Regions from separate parts of the Gossypium raimondii genome. Here region 1 is linked to region 2. Evidence: chromatin contacts called from public Hi-C data. All regions are on one chromosome and are shown on one strand. Each heading gives the region's core, a stretch centred on a gene start, on an enhancer-like site or on the middle of the called end of the contact. The rest is flanking DNA. Distances are from core to core; before and after follow the strand shown.

What was found. Hi-C and Micro-C count contacts between places; a contact is called where the count stands out from the background.
Region 1: a Hi-C map of leaf shows a contact between it and region 2, with 2.0 times the contacts expected there. The contact joins the promoter of LOC105773185 here to the promoter of LOC105773782 in region 2. A contact is called at or near these places in 2 of 2 Hi-C or Micro-C datasets (both in leaf).

Annotation. Positions count from the first base shown.
Region 1 is chr6:43,310,749-43,317,781 of ASM2569854v1, forward strand. It overlaps LOC105773185 (ketol-acid reductoisomerase, chloroplastic), which reads left to right and starts at 3,789. Exons shown (of 10, transcript XM_012594887.2): 1 at 3,789-4,142; 2 at 4,275-4,367; 3 at 4,590-4,655; 4 at 4,772-4,912; 5 at 5,186-5,413; 6 at 5,517-5,634; 7 at 5,739-5,878; 8 at 5,971-6,138; 9 at 6,270-6,425; 10 at 6,558-7,033. The coding sequence starts at 3,855. The coding sequence ends at 6,923.
Region 2 is chr6:43,173,792-43,181,279 of ASM2569854v1, forward strand. LOC105773782 reads right to left here and starts at 3,568. Exons shown (of 12, transcript XM_052632310.1): 1 at 3,263-3,568; 2 at 3,061-3,177; 3 at 2,672-2,804; 4 at 2,048-2,144; 5 at 1,771-1,814; 6 at 1,173-1,329; 7 at 871-939; 8 at 196-279; 9 at 1-2. The coding sequence starts at 3,440. It overlaps LOC105774422 (U-box domain-containing protein 7), which reads right to left. Exons shown (of 5, transcript XM_052632312.1): 2 at 4,977-7,480; 3 at 4,467-4,818; 4 at 4,167-4,309; 5 at 3,713-4,078. The coding sequence ends at 6,634.

The sequences.
Region 1 (7,033 bases), core at 2,539-5,038, 140 kb after region 2:
AGGGGTCTATGATCAGACTTGATCTTTGGAAGGTGAGTAATCGAACAAGTTAGAAAATTATGGACCCAAGCTTCCTTACCCAACACGCGATCTAACCTCTCAAAAAGGCCATCCCTGTGCCACGTAAAGAGAGGGCCTTCGAAGCCTAAATTGTGAAGCTCCACCATATATACAAAATCACCAAAATGGGGACATCTCCTTCCGTTAGAAAAGCCATTTTTTTCTCAATAGGGGAGAGGACTGAGTTATAATCACCAATAACAACCCATGGAGTATGACTTTATGAAATTGACGAACACAAATACCTTCAAAGATCCTGACACTTCTAACAATTAGGACTCCCATACACGGAAGAAATTAAAATTGGTTTTGAGGACGCTAGAGGCCAAACTCAAGTGAGAATAAACTGAAGGTGATTATGAACCATTTCAACTCGGATTGAATCTTTCCACCCTAGCCAAATACCTCTAGAATATCCAACCGCCTCCACACGGTGTGATTACTGAAAACCTAATCTAGTGATAATAGTGTCTGCTTTGGTACCACTCACTCTTGGCTCAAGCAAACCAATAATATCTGGCTTATATTCCATATTATATTCATGAAAAAATCGAGGGAATTTAATGTTAGCACAACCCTAGCAATTCCAAGAAAAATCTTAAATTCATAAATAAATAAATAAGAAAAAGGAAAAAACATATTTTTACTCTCATGAGACAATTAACCCTTCCACAATCAAATATGTTACTTCTAGAGCAACCTCCGCTACTTCATTAGAGACTTGGATCGATAGAAGTTTCACAACCGCCTCCATAAATTCTGCTAAGGGTACTCAAGTATTCCCGGAAGATTTGAACTGACCCCCACGACCCCGTAGAGCATTGAACGATTTCTGACCACCACACCCACCACACCCTTTCGATACCACTAGTCGAACCCGAGTTATTAGCCCTCACTGCGAAATCCACCGTAAGAAGCGTTCTATTCATCACTCCCCTCTAAAAAAATTAATTTCAAAAAACCCTAGAAAATAGATATAAACTATTTTGTTGCAACATTTTATCATATAATGTTAATTGATCTTTAATTACCATATAATGTTAATTGTTTCCTTCTTTACTTCAATATTCTAATTTAGTTTATATACTAATTTTTTTATTTCGTGTAATGTACATGTTAAATTATATTTATCAATTTTAATATATTATACTTATTTATTATAAAATTTGTAATGTTTTAGTAATATCATATTTTGTAATATTTAAATTTTAATAGTTTATATTATTATAATATAAATTAAGAAAAAATTTAATATTTAAAATAAACTTAAATTAAATCCTAACACTTATTAAAATAATAAAAAAATTAGAAATTTAAAAAGAACTTTTGATCTCTAGTGGCAGCCTTCATTTATCGACACCCATCAATTATAATATTAAAATATTAATTGAGACACACTATTAGTCATAATATTTACCATAATTAAATTAGGGTAAAATATTAAAATAGTCACTTTTGTTTCTCTTAGGTTACGTTTTAGTCACTTATGTTTGAAATGTTACGTTTTAGTCACTTACATTAACATATTGTAACATTTTAGTCACTGAGCCGTAAATTTTCATTAGCGGTGTAACGATAAGCTGATGTGACACGTTAAATCATCATTTCAAACAAAAAATTTAGGTTAAATTATACAATTGGTCACCATATTTTTTTCGTTTTGAGCAGTTTTTTTTCTTTTATGTTCTTTCAACTTTCCCTTTTTTTTCTTCATTTTCCTTTCTTTTATGCTTCTCCATCTATTTTCCTCTCTTCTCCATCTCTTTTAACGTAAAAGAAAAAAAATTAAATTGCTCAAAACGAAAAAAAATATGGGGACCAATTGTATAATTTAACCTAAAATTTTTGTTTGAAATGATGATTTAACGTGCCACATCAGCTTACCGTTACATTGTTAATGGCAATTAATGGCTCAGTGCCTAAAATGTTACAACACGTTAACATAAGTGACTAAAACGTAACATTTGAAACATAAGTGACTAAAATGTAACCTGAGGGAAACAAAAGTGACTATTTAAGTAGTTTACTCCATAATTTATACAAGTCATTGAGAAGATGCACAATAATTAATTTGCATATTTATCATAATATATATATTTACCATAATCAGTTAATATAATCACAAATAGTTAATACATTTATCATAACTAATGCAAATTCACTATAATTAGTTATTATATTTATTTTAATTAATTTTCATAATATAAATTCACCATAATTAGTTAATATATAATTATCATAATTAATTAATATAGGCTAATAATATCTTGGCATTATTAGTAAAAGTTGCCATCATGTGTAACTGTCATATGTGAATTTTGATTTGATAAGTCACCAAATTAATTTAAGCAACTAGCATTTCTAATTTCAAAGCTAACTGCAATTAGTAAAAGACCTAAACTGAAATTTCTTCATTAAATCTTGTATCAGGTAGTACTAACCACAACAAAAAGGTTTTCTCAAATCTATAATCTATAATAACAACCACACAAACACTGAAAAAAAAAGGAATACAACTTCAATTCCGAATCAAATTCACACCAAATTAAAACAACAAAAAGAATCAAAGAAGAATTAAAACAGATTAAGTGAGCCTTTTGAAGTGAACGACGCCTAATTTAAGTCAAAATCCAAATCTAAACCAAGTTAAAAAGAACAAAAAAAAAAAGAAGAGTAAAACGAGTTAAGGTTATCACCTTGGCTGTCTCGGAGCGATTCAAATCAAAATTCTAGGGTTTAATTTTCAGTGAAACGGAAAAGATGGATGCAGATGGGGAGGGCGACTCCAAGTATATATGCCAACTGGTGGTGCAGTGCAGATTTTGACAACGAAAGGCGAAGATGAGGAAAATCAAAGATGAACGCCAGCGTCTGGTGTTGAGAATCATTGTTGGATGATGGCAAGCAGAAGATCGGGGTGTTAAGAATAGGGGAAGGGGAAGGGGAAGGGAAGATCGGGGTGTTGAGAGTTCTTGCCTGTTTTTTTCCTGAAAATGCTTACCGAAATAAAAACGGTAAGACATTTTCCTAAATTAAAGGCCTCATCTCCCGTGTTTTGTAATTCATTTTATGTTAGGAAATTATTTTCAGCCAAAGAAACACTGGAAAAGGTTGAAAAGCTTTTCCGGAAAATATTTTCATGCCAAGCAAACGGAGCCTTAGTTCATTGTAAATTTGTACTTTATATTAGCTTGGTTCTATTCTATAATTGTTCGCACATGTATTTCTAATTGTACTATAATTATATTGTTTTTTGTGAACTTAAAAAACTATTTTTCAAATAAATAAGTTAATATACATTAGATAATTATTTAATATACCGCTTAACGATTTTTTTGTCTCCATAAATAAATTAAGGGTGTGAAAATGCCAGATTTATTTATATATTTAAAGCATTTAGCACCTTGATTGTGTACTTTTTTAATTCATAAATAAAATTAAAAATTGTAATATGTCTCATTTTATTTATTTAATATTTTGTTATACCTTATAAAACATTTATCATTTTTATTTATTTATCAAGTTTAAAAATATTGTATCAAATATTTTTCTATATTTAATATTTTTATCATATAAAATACTTGTCATATTTGTAACAAATAGTGCAGAAACAATTTTCCATTTAAATTAAAATGAAAAAGAAAAAAAACACCAACCCATATTATGCACTTCGAAAAAAACAAAAACCTCACCAACCATTTCACCCCCTTATAAAAAAGCCAAAGTTGGTGCTTAGCACATAAACCTAAGTCCTGTTCGAAACCGTCTCTCACACCAGCTTTCGTCTTTCAGCAATGGCCGCCACCACTACAACCACTTCCTTTAAAGCCGCACTCCTTTCTACACCGTCGATATCTTCATCGACCAAATCAACCGTCCTCAAACCACGCTTTACATCATCATCGTCCTCACGGTATTCGCCGATTCCAAAATCACTGATAGCTCATCATGTCTCTACAAAGACCAACGCCATCGTCGCCAAGATGGGGACAGTCCCTTCGCCAGTTTCTGAGACGACATCGCTTGACTTCCATACCTCCGTTTTCCAGAAAGAAAAGATCTCTCTTGCTGGTCACGAAGAGGTTAACTGACCCCCTAATTAAGTCATTTCATTTCTTCTTCTCCTTCTTCTTCTTCTTCTTCTTTTGCATTTGCTTTTCAGTTCCGTTTGCTGATTAATTTCATATATATTGATTGATTTGGGTATTTGGCAGTACATTGTGAGAGGAGGACAGCATTTATTCCCTTTATTGGATGATGCTTTTGAGGGAATCAAACAGATTGGTGTTATTGGTTGGGGTTCTCAGGTTATTAATTTACAACATTTCTCCTTTTCTTTTTCCCTGTAAATAAAAGCAAAAGGGAAACCTTTTTCCCCACCATTTCATAATTATGAAGATCAAAAGCATGCTTTTCAGTTTTCATTGACCACGAAAGTCTTTCAAGTTTTTATTTTGCAAATGTTCATTAATCGTATATCCGAATATTACATTCCCTTAACTAAAATGTGGTTTAAAATATGGTTTTAGGGGCCAGCTCAAGCACAGAATCTGAGGGATTCTCTTGCAGAGGCAAAATCTGATGTTGTTGTGAAGGCAAGCTCGAATTCTCTTGTCCTTGTTTACGAAGAAGAAAGAAAATCGTACTCACTGTATTCTATTTTGCATTCATTGATTTGACTAAATGTACTGTTACTTGATGATGATTACAGATTGGGTTGAGGAAAGGCTCTCGCTCCTTTGCTGAAGCCCGTGCTGCAGGATTTACTGAAGAGAACGGAACTCTGGGGGACATATGGGAAACTGTTGCTGGAAGTGATCTCGTGTTATTGTTGATCTCTGATTCTGCACAGGTTGCTAAGCTCCTCATGTTTTCTATTTCTGCGTTTTAAAAGATTGGCTATTGGTTATGGTTAGCATTGGCTGATTGTATAAGCTGCATGCCCATAGCAGACATCTTTCTGATGCCAACCAATATATGACTCACATGAAAAATGTTTCCAAGTCTATTAGACTGATTTGTGATGGCTTGTAATGCTTAAGACTTAATGCACTATGGTTCATAAGCTCTCTGCACTTTTTGGTTTGTTCTTATGAAGCTTTATTTTCTGAATTATGTTATCTAGGCGGATAATTATGAAAAGGTCTTCTCCCACATGAAGCCAAATAGCATCCTTGGGCTTTCCCATGGATTTCTTCTTGGCCATTTACAATCGTTGGGGCTTGATTTTCCTAAGAACATCAGTGTAATTGCTGTCTGCCCGAAGGGAATGGGACCTTCTGTGAGGAGGCTTTATGTTCAGGGAAAAGAGATAAATGGCGCTGGAATTAATGCTAGTTTTGCTGTCCATCAGGTTGATTATCTCATGATCATATATTCAACTTAGTCTGAATGAATGTCAAAACTAAACCTTTTCAAAAAAGCATGCTTAAATGACAATGTCTAATTTGGAGCAGGATGTTGATGGTAGAGCTACAGATGTGGCCTTGGGATGGTCGGTTGCCCTTGGTTCTCCTTTTACATTCGCCACCACATTAGAGCAGGAATACAAAAGTGACATTTTTGGGGAGAGAGGTGAGCTGAGTTGTTTGTGTTATTTTGTCAACCATGCTTGCTTTTCATCTTTTGTTTAAAAAAAATTAATGCCTAAAGCGTGTTGTTGTTTCTTCTTTCTGCAGGCATCTTGCTAGGTGCTGTTCATGGGGTTGTTGAATGCTTGTTTAGAAGGTATGTGGAGGATGGAATGAGTGAAGAATTGGCTTACAAAAACACTGTTGAGTGCATAACAGGAATTGTGTCAAAGACCATTTCAACAAAGGTGATCCATGTTGCTTGCTATGCTCTCTCCTCCCTTTGGAATTCTTACTTACGGATCCCTGTTGTGGCCAATTTCTGTGTTTGTTTCCATAGGGTATGCTAGCTGTATACAACTCATTGTCCGAGGAAGGCAAAAAGCGATTTGAGGCCGCTTACAGTGCCTCATATTATCCTTGCATGGAAATCCTATATGAGTGTTACGAAGATGTTGCAAGTGGAAGCGAGATTTGCAGTGTTGTTTTGGCTGGGCGTCGGTTTTATGTATGTTTATGACACTCTGTTTTTGTCAGTTTGCTTGTTATAGATCCTTATTCCATGAATCATTCATTGCTTAAAGTTGGTTCTCAGCGAAGAAAAATCTTGCTTGATGGCTGACTAAGAATTGTTTACAGGAAAAGGAGGGTCTACCTGCCTTCCCTATGGGTAAAATTGATCAGACACGGATGTGGAAAGTTGGTGAGCGTGTCCGAGCAACTAGAGCGAAAGATGATTTAGGTCCACTGTGCCCTTTCACTTCTGGGGTTTTTGTGGCGCTAATGATGGCACAGGTAATCAAATTCATTTTAAATTTTGGACAATAATAATTAAATGTACTACTGGGCTTTGTGGCAAATTAAATCACTTGAAGAATTTTGCTTTGTTTTCCTTCTCTTCTTATCATTCGTAACATTTAAAATCAGATCGAGGTCTTGAGAAAGAAGGGCCACTCGTACTCAGAAATCATCAATGAGAGTTTGATTGAAGCTGTTGATTCCTTGAACCCCTTCATGCATGCTCGAGGAGTTTCTTTCATGGTTGATAACTGTTCCACAACCGCACGATTGGGATCAAGAAAATGGGCTCCACGTTTTGATTACAACCTTACTCAACAAGCATTCGTAGCAGTGGATTCAGGTGCTCCCATCAACCAGGACCTGATAAGCAACTTCTTATCTGATCCTGTTCATGAAGCTATCGAAGTCTGTGCAAAGCTAAGACCTACTGTTGATATATCAGTGCCCCCAGATGCAGATTTTGTTCGTCCTGAATTGCGCCAGTCTAGTTAGACTGGAAGAGAATATTTTCTCATGGACGAGGCTGTTTTGCAGTAAATCTTATTTTAGTTTTGCTACATGTGAAGAGGAGGATAAGTTTTTATGGCTGTCTTAGTTTGTGT
Region 2 (7,488 bases), core at 2,318-4,817:
ACCTGGTCCAGTAGAATTTGAAATCATGTTTTGAGAAAAATAAATTTGCAAGTTTAACGGTGGATATTAAAATCTATGCAACGTAAAAGTTGGCAAAGTTATAGTAGGGACACGGGAAGGCCATGAATTGGTGGGGGGGGGACCTTATCTTATTCCATGTAAAAAGAAGCATAAACTAAAAGGTCTATCATTTACCTCATGCAGTGAATTTGTTCCCTCACTTGACATGTAGAATACCCTTTTTATTCTTGAAGGAAGAGCTGGAACTGATGATCTTCCCTATATGTAGAATTAGCAATTGATGAATCTGAAACTTAACCAAAAGCTCAGTAGAAAACTTACACATTAACCGTTTATTAATGGAACATTGGTTTCAGTTTGAAGGTGGTGCATGACCGCTTTCAAAGCATGAACTAACAAGTGTCAAAATTTACCATCATTAGCAGAAATTTTCCTCATTCAGAAACAACTAACGTTCATCTCAAGTAAAACTGAATTATGTAATCATAAATCCAGATCAGACAATATTTCTGGTTTCACTTCTCATGCCAGATACAGAACAGCATTAAGAACTCCAAACTTCCCTTAGTCCTCCCTCTCCACTCCATCCCACAAAGTCCAAAGCACACACAGTGATAAAACATGCTTTAGCCTCAAGGTCAACAGGTTTTCACTTTTCAACCATTATAACCCTAGCATCTTTGAGATTTAAAATCAAAGAGAATATAAGAAACAAGGCATTGCACTGATTGCCAGTCTTCTTATCATGTCTTATTTGTGAAAGTTAAATTTGGAATGCAACAGTTCATCCACACCATTATGACTTTATCATCATCACAGGCTTTTCATCATGAACTAAACTCGGCAAACCTTATCTACTGGTCCAATGATGTTGGTTGGATGGGAAATTTCATTCTGGCCTCGTATGATTGTCCCATCCTGCATATGACAAGTAAAAATATATTGGTTTTAATCCTTCAAATGGACAAATACTCTTTAACATGTCATCCCAATCAAGGATGCATTCTTAAGTTATTCAGTCATGGAGACCCATATCAAACCTAATTGGCCAATAATACCAGAATAAATCAGATAAGATCACATCTGGTCAATGAACTACCAACTACGGGTCCAGTGGGACTTAAATAATTTGCTAGATATGTCATATGTACCCATAATTCACATCCTAAAGTGAGCCTGTCATTGGTCGAAATGACTGGGAGGACCAAACTTTCTGCGGGAATATCTGAAACACGTGAAAACAAAAAAATTGCAGCATCTAAGGACTGAAAAAATATACGTGCTCCTGCAAAGAAAAAATTCCCAATGCTGCAATCCCCAAAAAAAAAAAATTGTCACTGAGATTGTAATAATGTCTACAAAATACTAGTTACATATATATATATATATATATATATATATATATGAGAACTAGTACTCTTGAAACGAATCAACATTACCATGCCCAGGAAGAGACAAATAACAGTAAAGAAATAAAGAATGAGCTAGCTTCTAGTGTAACAAAAGGAAAATACGGAACCAAATATAAAGTAGTACTTAAATGTTAATCAAATTCAAAACCTAAAATGAAGACGAGAGTCATAGAAATGACATTCTATACCAGTTACCATGATCAGACTTAATAATAACAAATGCTTCGCAGTGCATGAATACTTCACAGTGCATGGAAATTCCAGAAGGAGCAACTAGTCTTTCAATGAACTGAAAACAGAAACCTTGCTAAAGCATAAGTATAACAAAACAAAGTACCTTCCATTACTGAAACAGAACGATTCATTAGGCCTTCTCAGAATCTGTATTCAAGGATATCATATATTAATTTCCATTCCAACCATTGTGTGATAAAAATTGGATTAGGAGCATATTACAGGACACATAAAATGTGATTATCAGTTAAGTACTATTTGATAGAGAAATGTCCCTTGTATCTGGCAAAGACAGCAAAAAAAGCATTTCTGTTTGATAGAAGGAAGAATAGAAAAAATGGTATGAAATCAGATATTGACAATATACAACATAACCCAACCTCATTCTGAAAGTAAGCCAGAAATGCTCGAATAGTTTCCCTGTATGGTTTTGATACACCTTCCCATAGTGAATGTTCTCCTTCCAAAATTTTATACCTGTCAAATTCTCAACTCAGCACACTGTTACTTAATACTCCCACCATATTTACCACCTAGAAAGTAAATGGAAAATTTCAGAAAGCAAACATCCAAAACAATAGGAGTTAAGAGTGGATAATTGACAGTTAATTCTAACACTGAGTAACCTATATATTTGTAAGTAATAAGAAATCCGGATAAGATAAATCTAGAAACAGAATTGTCAATTTTGTACTGAAATTTCCATATGTAGGTTTAGAATGAAGTTTAAAAGTAATGTTCTATTGGAATCATCCTGTGACTCTTAAGCAGCTTTGCATGCAAGTGCCTCTTTATAAGTGCATTTATTTATGTATGGATGCCCGTGTACAAGAGTAGAAAAAAAAAATCAACAAAATGGAGTTGAAAATAGCATGAACGAAAAAGAATTGCAGCAATCAAGTAACCAAAACTAGCTGAACAAGAGAGAAAAGACCATCTAAATGACTTAATCAAATGTGCTGAAATGAAAGTGTTACAGTAAAATTATCAGGGGAAAACACTACCATTCCGACTTGGCTTGCTGTGGATTTATAGGCAAACGATGACCAAGCAATCTTCGGACAGCCAGAGCCTCGGAAGTGCTTTCATCAGCCAATCTCAAACATCTTGACCTTATGTCCCCAACAGCAGGACCACCTAAATATTATCAACTCAGCGACATTATTTTATCTCACATCAAAGGAAATTTCCAAATCATTATAAGAACCAAGACACAATCTAATAAAAATAAAGGCCATCTGATTAAACAATTCAAGTGCAGGCAAAATTCTTTCGTTTATTTCAAGACTTAACTTCAACAACTAAAGTTTCCTATGTCAACTGAGAGTTGTCTTCTCATAATTGATAAACTAATGATATAAGATTTCGCGTTAGAAATGCGTAAAATATTTACCGAGAACTCGAACAATCTCGGCAGTACTTCCTCCATCATCAGAAACAGGAAGAACATGGGCAACGCGAACTGTTAACTTCTTAAGCTCTTCTACAACGCCATTAAATGCCGTCCCACCTAGAACCACCATAAACGAATCCACGTTAGGACTTTTTAATCAAATTTGAAATATTTATCAATCAAAGCGAGGAGAAAAGAGTACCTGAGAAAACGAGTAAGGAGGGCTGGGAAGGTCGAGGGTTAGAGGAGCAATGAAAGTGGGCAGCCATGGATTTAGATGGAAAATGGAGGGGTAATTTTGGGGTTTTGAGAAAAAAAGGAGGCAGAGGGGGAGAGGGTTTAGAGTAAAAGCCTCCTATCAAACTGTAAGTGTCCGCCATATTCCCGCTATTTCCAATATTTTCCCTTTTCTGTAAATAACTTTTCACCTTTTATATTTTATTTTATTTCCTATTTTTTGTGAACAAAAAGGAGTATAAAACTTATACTTTATTTTATTTCCTATCAAACTTATATTTTATTTTATTTCCTATTTTTTGTGAACAAAAATTATATATTTTTTATTATATAATCCTTCGAGCTTTTGCGGACCGTTCATGGAATTTGGTGGATACGCGATTAGAACAGGAGACAACCAATGAGTTTTTGCACGTTAATTAATGCTTTGTTTGTAATTAAAAGATGAAATTAATACTAACGTTATATGATTAATACAAGGAAACACTGCAATTTAGACAACAACTCTCCATCAAATCATGCCTACTAGACTGCCTAGTTCTCTCCATTTTTTCAAACCATGTAAATGTCCCGTCTTATTCTAAAATCCATTTTAACTTTATTTAAATAATCTCCCAATCCGATTCGGAAAATCCCATTTCTTGTCACTCAGATTTGTTGCTTTCACTGGATTGCTCAACACTGTTTCGATGCTGCTCATCATCAGGCTTCCATAACCTTGACTTCAAAGAAAAAGCCTCCTGAAACTTCTCCTGTCCCACAAAACAACAACTAAGCATTCCTGAAAGAGGTTGTTCATGTCAAGCTAAACATCCGTGAGGCGCCTGAATTTTTACCAAAATATACGATGGAGGGTGAGAGTATCCTACCTTGAATGATCGGCGTTCTTGTAATTCATTAGAAAGAGAATGAAGCTCACTGCTGTCCACCACAATCCAGCTTTCTTCAAGCTTCACCTTATTAAGCGATGGAACAGGAGCTGGAACAGTTTCTAGTTCCAATTTCGGAACAGCTGCAACAAAATCATTTAATCTCATTACTTTAACTAATCCTTTGATTCCACAACCGAATGCAACTGGTTATTTTAATCTAATGCGGAGACCATTTTAGAAAGACAAAAAAAAAAAAAGGATAGATGGATATATCATACCAACAGAATGAATACCTACCCTATGATTCTAATAAGGCGTCATCTAGAGTAGAATCAGTGTCATGAGCTTCATTCTTCCATGCTTGAGCCAAGCCACGCTCATTCTCTGTGCTTTGCCCTGAAGATGAACCTAAATGTATATTTTTAATATATTTGACATGGATCAGTTCTTTCTGAATGCAATCTTTATTAACATTTATGTTTGAATCTTTATTGGTTGTGACAGCAGCATTTTGCAATAGAGACAAGTTAAGTTCTTCCTTCGAATTGGTAGGAGATGAAGGGAGCACTTCTTGCATTAGTTCTGTACAGAATTGCCTAACATTAGCTCCCACAGTCTGCAACTGGTCTTCAACGTATTGGAATGTTTCCTAACATCAAAATTATGAGATATTAGAAGCATTGGAAAATTTCATTAAGATACAGAAAATAAAGGTGCCAATACCGAACTTCATTTACGCATATAGAAGCAGTAAAAGTGTTCATATTCTAGCTTTACAAGAGCAAAAGAATGAATGGTAAACAATACCTGGCAGACCATATCATCCATCTCCAAGCACAAAGCTTCAAACCTCTGATAAATGTTACCAACCCAAACTATGCCTTTAAATTTGCTATCCATATTGAATTGAAACATGGATGACTTAGTTCACTTTTCAGACACAGAAACAGGTTTAATCCACTAGGGTGTTACATTAACTGCAGAATACCCTGGTTCAAGACTTACGTTAGTGAAACTCGACATCCAAGAACAAACAAGGAACGACTAGACCAAACTTAATTTCCCAGAAACATGCTACAACATCATATTTCCAGCAATGCTTGTGATCATAGTTCAAGTCCACGAAAGCAAATAAAATTTCAGCAAAAACAGGCTGAAATCACAAAAGCAAAAAATGAACATGTAGACAAGTCCCCAAAGTTGTGGTGTAGCAGTCAAAAGCATTGAAGTTTTTGCTTCGAGTTGCAACATCTAGAACTGAATGGAACCAATGGTCGTAGAGCTTCGAAAATTTTACAGGCAGTGAATTCTATTTTATTCCCAGTTTAAGTATCTCAAGTAGGTAAAAGTCTAACAGACAGTCAAATACAGAGGGACTGCTTCAGAGATTTTAAGAACTCAAGAGGAAGAGTGAACCCAACTGTTCAAAGTTGTAAGCATCAATCTAGATTTGACCATCACAACTTCAAAATTTAACCCCAGAATATAATGAGACAAGCAATAAACAAGCTGAGACTGTCCATGTCCAAATCCAAGAGAAATAAGTCTTCTTCACAACCAGAACAGAGAACATATATAGAAATATATATATATATACATATATATATAACAAACTTAAGCCAAAGAAAAAGAATTTCATAATCTGAAATAAGAAAAATGTATAAAAGAATCATATAATCATTATGCAGAAGCAGAAAATTTAAAAGAAAAGGAAAACCCAGATGATCAACAAGCAAAATACCTTTTATCAGTAAACTGTTAGATTATTAGATGATTAAAAGCAAAACAAAGTTTAGATGATCAATGTAAACAACCTCTGAGACTTCTTACTAAATTATAAACTAAAACTTGACATGAACTTCAAAAGAAAACTAAACTATGAAAGAGAAAAAAGAATAAAAATTCTACTTTTTTTAACAGACTTACAGACTTCTCTTAAGCGTCGAAAGCTACGAAAAAATCGAAGAAGGAAAGATTCTGATTAAACCCTTGTTCAGTTAGTCCAAACCCCGAACTCGTGAAGAACAGAAATAATGTACCAAAAAGAATACAGCAGAAATAGGTAAAATTTTGTGAGAGGTCGCTATATATGTATTTCTTTAGGATTTAGCCCCTCTATAATGATCTGATTATTTATAATTTATTTTCTTTAGGAATTATCCTCTTGTTGATCGGATTATTCATCTTGTGCAGATTTTTTAGTGTCTGCTAAACAACAATTTTAGCGATAAAAATTATGAAGATAAGTTTCCGGAAAATAAAAAATGATTTTTTTCAACTTATTTGTACATATATTAAAAAAGAGATACCTCAATAACTTTTAATCAGTTGTTTCATTGATGATTTCGATTTAATGAAAACTCTATCTACACAGTCTCCAACTTTAAGAAATAGTGTCATAATTACATTCCATTTTCAAAGAATTGCGTTCCCAAAACAAAATTTTGATGACTAAAAAGAAAACTTAGAAAGTCAAGCTTTTAGAAACCAATGATTTGAGATTAGATGAATCAACACCACCACCACCAGCATTTGCTCTTCGAGTAATCATTTCCATATTCTTATGAAGACTTTGCTTCACCAAATTTTTCATCATTTTCTTCCCTTCTTGAGCCTCCTTTGGATGCAATGGTGAACCTAATGGAACCCTTCCTGTCTGTGGTCCTGAATGAGGTCCCATCTTTGCTTGCCTTTCATCTTTAAACCACTGCAACAATTTCATTGCTCTCTTTTGAGCTAAAAGGCTTCCCATTAAGGCCACTTCAACGAGTACAGGAACGATCCCTGCCTTTGACATTTTATCCCTTTGAGTCGAGCTTTGATGAGCTAAAATCATTAGAATGTAAGCCGATAATTCTATGCATTTGGGTTTATCCTCCCATGTTAGAATCTCGATCAAGCTTTGCGGTACTATTGAACTATCTTCCATTGCCTTTTTCCCCATTAATGTCACCACCAAATGACCTAACGCTGCAAGCGCTTTCTCTGAAAGTTCTTTGAACGAAGAAGATAGGTTCAAAAGCGTGTGGACGACTCCATTAGATACTAAAGCTCCAGCATTCTCTAACACAGCAGACAAGTTATATAATACACCTAAACAAAGTTCCTTTGTTTCAAAGCTACAAGGTGACTCAAGTATGCCAATCAGAAACTGGAGGATCTCCGGCTTGTTCGGACAGAAATCCGTATTTGATATAGAAGATAAGGATAATAACAGTTCTGCAAATTCCTGCCTTGTTTGTTCATCTACAACGTTAATATCTTTTGGTAATTTTGATAGTATTCCAGCCTCTAGCATTAAAGCCTTGTTTCTGAAGCA